Regions from separate parts of the Sus scrofa genome. Here region 1 is linked to region 2. A link is a contact called in public Hi-C data. All regions are on one chromosome and are shown on one strand. The core of a region is the stretch at or near the end of the contact, and the rest is flanking DNA. Distances in the headings are between cores, read along the strand shown. Region 1 overlaps LOC110260631 (a long non-coding RNA gene). Region 2 overlaps ACO2 (aconitase 2).

What was found. A called contact is a pair of places that touch in the nucleus more often than the background predicts.
Region 1: a contact with region 2 is called in a Hi-C map of liver, with 5 times the contacts expected there. A contact is called at or near these places in 10 of 47 Hi-C or Micro-C datasets (alveolar macrophages, blood, epiblast stem cells and 5 more) and 2 of 2 datasets of targeted methods (alveolar macrophages and skeletal muscle).

What each region holds. Positions count from the first base shown.
Region 1 is chr5:7,115,741-7,119,630 of Sscrofa11.1, forward strand. LOC110260631 (a long non-coding RNA gene) reads left to right here. Exons shown (of 3, transcript XR_002343883.1): 3 at 1,318-2,105. It overlaps TEF (thyrotroph embryonic factor), which reads right to left. Exons shown (of 5, transcript XM_021091460.1): 5 at 3,614-3,890. Among named protein-coding and RNA genes, the nearest start is that of TEF, 17 kb to the right of the region's middle.
Region 2 is chr5:7,053,704-7,057,658 of Sscrofa11.1, forward strand. The region is part of intron 1 of ACO2 (aconitase 2); the gene reads right to left. Among named protein-coding and RNA genes, the nearest start is that of ACO2, 15 kb to the right of the region's middle.

The sequences.
Region 1 (3,890 bases), core at 296-2,795, 61 kb after region 2:
AGGGGAGGGGGCATGTGTCCAGCTGTGGAGGTTTGTCCTCCAGGCAGGTGGGTGGCAGAAGTGCAGCATGTCAGGCACCTGTATGTTATCTGTGTGGCACAGCCTGATGGTACAGAGAGAGAAACAGCTTAGGGAGGTAGAGCCACTTGCTGGGGCCACAGAGCTGCTCTCTGGCTGCCTCCCATACCCTCTGATGGGCCCCCTCCCCATGGCTGTCAGTTGCCAGGCCCTGAGGGGCTCACCTCCAAGTAGGCACCTCAGTGGCAGCTGCCAGGTGTCTGTGAGGCTGGTGTCCCATTCTATGGATAAAATTCAGAGGCCCAGACAGGGAAGTGACTTGCCCAAGATCACATCCCAAATTGGTGATGGAGGCAGATTTGAACCCAGGACTAACTCCAAACCTGTGTTTTTTGCTTTTGGCTGCACCCATGGCAGGCGGAAGTTCCAAGCCAGGGATAAGACCCATGCCACAGCTGTAACTATAGCCACAGCAGTGACAACACCAGATCTTTAAGCTGCTGAGCCACCAGGGAGCTCCCTCTTAGTCTGTATTCTTATCTGCCACATGCTGGCCAGAGATCTCCCAGCTTTGACATATTCCAAGCCCACAGTTCCTGTGGCAGCACAAATCTGTGTTTGTAAGAGTATTTGTATACAAAGTAGAAAACACAGTGGGTTACAACAGGTCGTCTCCAGAAACAGATCTCAGGTTCACAAATTTCAGGGAAGGTCTTCATAGACCCAGTTGGGGCACGTGTTCCATCATTGACCAATCAACTGTGCCTACAACGGATTGGGTCACATGTTCACTCCTTGACCAATCACCTGTGCCCAGGGCTGACCCTGTAGCAGCCCCTGGACACCACAAGGTAGCTCGGGGGGTGGGGCAGCTTTGACCCTGGAAACTAGATTCTGTTTGAGTTACATTTGCCTCCCTGGGCTTCTTCTTTTTTTTTTTTTTTTTGTATTTTTAGGGCTGCGCCTGCAGCATATGGAGGTTCCCAGGCTAGGGGTCTAATTGGAGCTGTAGTCGCCGGCCTACGCCAGAGCCACAGCAACAAGGGATCCGAGCTACGTCTGCCACCTACACCACAGCTCACAGCAACGCTGGATCCTTAACCCACTGAGTGAGGCCAGGGATTGAACCCAAGTCCTCATGGATGCTAGTCAGGTTCGTTTCCACCGAGCCATGACGGGAACTTCTCCCGGGCTTTCTTGACCTCTTATTCCCAACCTCAGGGACAGGAGACTAGGGTGACAGGGTTCTAAGCACCTAAGGTCCTCTTGTAACTGCTTTCCTTGTGCCTTACCCCTTAGACCAGCTAGTCAGGCTGCATCTGCCTGCGAACTGAGGTGTATGGATGGGGGTCAGAAGCTGCCCGAAGGACTCGGTTCTGTGCCCAATTCGTATGGGAGCCGTGGGGGTAAGTCACCTCCACTCACCCTTCTGGTCTTGGCTTAAATGTCACCCACACAGAGGTCGTCCCTGTCCTCTCCCAGATCCCCTATCTTCTCAGCCACACCACTTACCACAACCCATCATTCTATTATTTTTTGTCCTTGTAATGTTTGTCTTTCCAAGCAGACTGTGAAGGCTGGCAGCAAGGTTGACACCAAATAGACATTTAGTAAATATTTGCTGAATGAGGTTTCTCTAAACTTTGATTTCCCTGTCTGTACAAAGGAGTGACAACACCCCCCACTGTGAAATAAGATAGAGCCTCAGAGCACCCAGCCCAGGCCTAGGACGCAGCAGGTGTTCAGGATCCTGGGAGCTGGGACGAGGGGAGGCTGGGCTGGAAGGCTCTGGAAGCTCTCAGGAGCAGCAAGCTCCAAGAGCACAAGTGGTGAAAAGCTGGAACCCGAGGATAAGGAGAGTCTGGGAATTTGAATTTGAAACCCACTCTGGGTTTGAATTTTAGCCTTGCTGTTTAGTTTGGGGGCATATCACTTTGCTTTTCTGAGCTTCAATGTTTATTGGTAAAATAGCCACTTAAAGCCCACCGTGGGGAGTTCCCATGAACTGGTGAAGTAGTGAACCTGACTAGTATCCCTGAGATCAGAGGTTCAATCCCTGGCCTTGCTCAGTAGGTTGAGAATTTGGTGGTGCCATGGGCTGTGGAGTAGGCTGTAGAAATGGCTCAGATCCCGCTTTGCTGTGGCTGTGGCCAGCAGCTGCAGCTCCGATTCGAACCCTAGCCTGGGAAATTTCATATGCTGTGGGTGCGGCCCTAAAAGGAAAAAAAAAAGTCCACCTTGAGGTTCCTGCTGTGGCACGGTGGGTTAGGAATCTGACTGCAGTGGCTTGGGTTGCTGTGGAGGCGTGGGTTTGATCTCTGGCCCAGCGCAGTGGGTTAAAGGATGTAGCATGGCTGCAGCTGCAGCACAGGTCTCAGCTGCAGCTCGGATTCAATCCCTGGCCTGGGAACTTCCATATGCCAAGGGTGTGGCCATAAAAAAAAAAGTCCACCTTGCCAGTCCATCTCCAAACTCCAAATGCATGTTTTTCTCTAGAAACAAAACAGTTCCTGGTTCCTTCCAACCTCAGGAGCCCTGAATGTTAACAACATGAAGCATGGGAATGGGAAGCAGGGGAGAACGGCCTCGTTGTGTAAAGTCAGCTCCAGGGCTCACTGAGGAGGCGGCAGCGCCAGCTCTGCACACGGAGGGAGCAGAAGCAGCGTGACGAGGGCCTGGAACTGCAGGGAGGGGGGTGAATTTGCAGTGGGCACTGCCAAGGATGAGGCCACCAATTCTGTGCCCACCCCACGAGTCTGGGCCCATCCTGAGCAGGGGACCTGGGGACATCAATGCTGAGCAAATCAGCATGACAGTTCTGGTGCTCAGCAAATGGCTTTACCCTTGGGTATAAAATTGTCTTTTAATTGTGACTGTCTCATGGCAGTAGACAGAAAATGTGGCAGAAGCAGAAAAGGAAAACCTCTAGAATCCCACCACCAGCCCCCAACTCTTCCAGACTTTTTTTTTTTTTTTTTTTTTGGCTGCCCCCATGGCGTGCAGAAGCTTCCAGGCCAGGGATCAAACCCATGCCACAGCAGTGACAACATGGGATCCTTTTTTTTTTTTTTTTTTTGCTTTTTAGGGCTGCACCTGTGATGTACGGAAGTTCCCAGGCTAGGGGTCCACCACAGCCACAGCAACGCCAGATCCAAGCCACGTCTGCGACCTACACCACAGCTCACAGCAATGCTGGGTCCTTAACCCCCTGAGCGAGGCCAGGGATCAAACTCGCATCCTCGTGGAGACTAGTCAGATTCGTTTCCACTGAGCCATGACGGGAACTCCAACACCGGATCCTTAACCCACTGAGCCACAAGGGAACTCCAAGTCTTTTTACTTTTTTTACACTTTGCCATTGAGTGTTCTCTGTTTGGGGCCACTTTTCAAGAGCAGTTCCCTGTCCTTCTACCAGTGGTAGAGCACTTTTCTTTGTTTCAACTGTCCTGGGCCTGATATGTGTCCTTTCTCAATAAATCATGAAGGAAGCAGGCAGAAATGACTTCCATCTGGACAGATGAGGAAACGGAGGCCCAGAGTGGTTAGGTGACTTGGCCTTGAAGTGGGGAGGGGGACAGAAAAGACAGCCCCACAATTCTCATCTCAAAATATTTAATTTTGTTTGAAAAGGATACATTCCCAGCTTCCCTCCCGCCACGTCACTCCGGCCCACCAATGGTGGCCCACGCACGCACACAAGCACATAAGGCCCATGGGCTATGGCCTCTTCCGCCCTCTCCGGCTGGGAAGAAGGGGTTTGCTCCTTGCCTTCTTCCCCAGGGAAGGTAAAGGGGAGAGGGGCCCACTGGAATGCCAGCTCCCAGGGGAGGAGGCGGAGCCCCGCACACTCTATCACGTCACATGCACTTAGA
Region 2 (3,955 bases), core at 1,213-3,712:
CAAGCCACAGCTTTGGCAACGCCAAATCCTTAACCCACTGTGCTGGGCTGGGAATCAAATCCATGCTGTCAGAGAGGCAATGCCAGATCCCTTACCTGCTGTACCACAGCAGGAATTCCTAGAACTCTTGCTAATTACATGGTTCATCTAGAATCTTAGATTATCAGAACCCAAAGCGACCCCAGATCATCAAATTTCCTTTCTTTTTTTTTTGTCTTTTGTCTTTTTTTTTGTCTTTTTAGGGCTGTACCACAGCATATGGAGGTTCCCAGGCTAGGGGTCAAATTGGAGCCACAGCTGCCAGCCTACTCCACAGCCACAGCCACACATACCCAAGCCGGGTGTTCGACCTACACCACAGCTCACGGCAACATCAGATCCTTAACCCACTGAGCGAGGCCAGGGATCAAACCTGCAACTTCATAGATGCTAACTGGGTTCAACAACCGCTGAGCCATGACAGGAACACCCAAATTTCTTTTCTTGACAGATGAGGAGTATCCTAGGTCCCACGTACCTCGTTAATAGCAGTTTGGAGCAGAATCCAAGTCACTCAATGCTCAAGTCATTGCTTTTTTGACCACACCACCTCCCTAATTAAAACTGAAGTATTAAAAGGAATTCTCATTGTGGCTCGGCAGTAATGAACCTGACTGGTATCCATGGGAATGAGGGTTCGATCCCTGGCCTCACTCAGTGGGTTGGGGATCCAGCGTTGCCGTGAGCTGTGAGGCAGGTCGTAGATGCAGCTTGGATCCTGCATTGCTGTGGCTATGGTGTAGGATGGCAGCTGCGGCTCCAATTAAACCCCTAGCCTGGGAACCTCCAGATGCTGCGGGTGTGACCCCAAAAACAAAAAACCAAAAACCCCACAAGACTAAAGGATTACTGATTCATTAAATAGATGTTTATCTAGCCCCCAACTTTGTGCTGTGGTGCCTGACTTAGTGAGATAAACAAGACCGACACAGTTCTTGCCCTTGCTGAGCTTACAAGTTGGTGAAGACAAATACCAAGTAATCACCCCAGAAACTACGGAAGCAACTATGTAAGTGCTACGAAAGAGTGGCTAAGCAGCTGTAATGCTCTAACTATATAAAGCTGGAGAAACGAATCTAGACTATCCAAGAAAGTGATTATTTGAGAACCAAAACATGATGAGGAGTTAGCCAGGAAAATAAAATGGGGTTTAGGGGAAAGAAACCAGGGAGCCTGGCAGGTAGAGTGAACATGTGCAAATGCCCCATAGCAGGAAAGCATTTTTAACTGCAATAAGAAAGAGAAAACTAGCTTGGCTGGAGCAAAGCATGTAGAGGGCAGTGGAAGTGGCAGAAAATAAGCCTAGGGGTAAAACGCAGCCAGGTATTGCGAGGGACCTTGCAGGTGTATGAGAAAAGCACCCGAGCAGCCTTGAACTGCAGCTTATCTGAGTCTTGGCCCAGTATCTAGGAACACCAGATGATAGGAGGCCTCTAAAGGAGCTATGAGGCCATCTCTCCTTTGCCTCCTTACCTCCCTGGGAGGCCGTTATGGGAAAGTTTCTCCCAGACTCCCAGTATCTGATAAGGTATGACGCTTTCAGTCCCGGACTCTTCAGACTAGAGCTGCAAAATATAAACCCACTTGGTGACACTGGCGCTGCCACAACTTGAGTGCAGTCATCAGCTCCTTTTGTCCTGGTACCACCCTTTTCAGTGTGTGGGACTAGAACCCAGGAAGCTGGCACCTTCAGCTTTTGTTTCTTCTCATTCTGTATCTGAGCAAAGAACTGCCTGAATATGAAGTGGTTCACTATACCTTTAAGAGTCAGTCCGGCCTTGACCTTTCTCTAAGTGTGTGAGCTTTACAGCAGGACATGTTAAATGTTTAACTCGATGCTAAGAGCAATGAGAAGCCACTGAAGTTAAGCAGCATCCTATCTGCATTAAAAAAAAAAACAAAAAAAAAACCCAGAACATTGTAAATCAACTGTAATAAAAAAAAAACTTTAAAAAATCACAGTGGCTGCCTTGTAGACAATACATTCAAGAGGAGCAAAAGTGCAACAGGTTGACGGTGGCTTATCATGTAACCCCTTTCCTACACTTACACCACTTCAGTCTGTCCACGATCAGCACGTAAACACAAACCACTGTCACCTACACCAAGAAGGAAACACACAAGGGGCAGGAATAGAGCAGAGGGAATAATTAACTCAGCCTGGAATGCCCAGGCAAGACTTCACTGAGCAGGACTGTGGAGCAGAGACAGGGGTCTGCCAGGCGCTCAGAGGACAGAGAGTAACACAGAAAGTAGACAATCGGGTGACGTGTGCAGGAGCTAGAAATCACGAACGTACGAAGTGGTGGAAGGTAAACGGCAAAGCAAGACAGGGCGGAAGGTCAGGCGAAAAGCCCAGCAGGGCCGAGAAGGCTGAATTATAATCTGCAGTTTACAAGGGGCAGTGTGGCCCAGAGAAGAGAACTTGGATACAGCTCTTCGAACTTGGATACAGCTCTTCGGCTAGCCCTGTCATTTACTAGCAGTGTGGTGCCAGCAGATTTCACCTTTGGACCCAGTTTCTTCTTTTGGAAAAAGGGAATAAATACGACAGTATTGTGTGAGGTCTAAAATGACACGAATGGACCCCCAAATAACAGCACCTATGATGCAAAATGCTACAAGCAGGTTTTTGTTTGTTTTTAAGACAGCATTTACTATTTTCTTTTTTCTTTTTGGCCACCATGCAGGGTTGGTGGCCAAACCAACTGGAGTTTCCGGGCCAAGGATCAGAACTGAGCCAGGAGCGACCTACACCGCACTGCGGCAGTGCTGGATCCTTTAACCTACTGTGCCTGGCTGGGGACTGAACCTACGTCCCAGCACTCCAGAGACACTGCAGGTCCCATTACGCCACAGCGGGAACTCCAATTTACTATTTTAAAAAGCAGCACAGGAGTTTCCGTCGTGGCTCATCGGAAACAAATCTGACTAGGAACCATGAGGTTGCGAGTTCGATTCCTGGTCTTGCTCAGTGGGTTAAGGATCCCGCATTGTCGTGAGCTGTGGTGTCGCAGATGTGGCTCGGATCCCGAGTTGCTGTGGCTGGCATAGGCTGGCAGCTATAGCTCCAATTAGACCCTAGCCTGGGACCCTCCATATGCCGCTGCTGGGGCCCTAGAAAGACAAAAGACCAAAACAAAAAAACAAAAAAACAAAAAAACCAGCATATATGTCATGGAAAAAATTTAGAAAACACATGAAACATACAATTTTACAACCCCCTGAACTTATCCAGGAATACCTACCACCACCGCCCCTCCACCAGACTCCCTGGCCTAATGCCAGGTACCGTGTGGTATTTAATGCTCAGTGACTCCAAGAGAGGCTCCAAACATCAGTCCCCGCTGAAACTACCCCTCCCCACAGTCCCTGGCACCAGGGTACCCACTGTACCCAAATGCCAGGTGTTAGGGCTGAGGTTTCTGAGCAAAGACAGTAACAGTAATCACTGGTAGCAGTAGCGATGGTAGTATGTAGTACTTTCTACTGAGTGTCACATTGTAAATACTTCACGTGGACGAAATGCCCTTCTGCACATGAGGAAACTGAGGGCTGCAGAAGAGCAGTAGCTCACCCAAGGTCACAGATACATCAGGATTCAAAGACAGCCTGACTCTAAGCCCAAACACTGAGCCCTCCAAGTGTCTCCTGGCAATTCTTTTTCTTTTAAAATCTTTTAGGGCCGCACCTGTGGCAAATGGAAGTTCTCAGGCTAGGGGCTGAATTGGAGCTGCAGCTGCTGGCCTACACCACAGCCACGTAGGATCCCAGCCATATCTGCAGCCGACACCACAGCTCACGGCAACACCAGATCCTTAATCCAATAAGCAAGGCCAGGGATCAAACCCATGTCCTCGTGGACACTAGTCGGGATCTTTACTGCTGAGCCACGACCAGAACTCCTCTCCAGCAA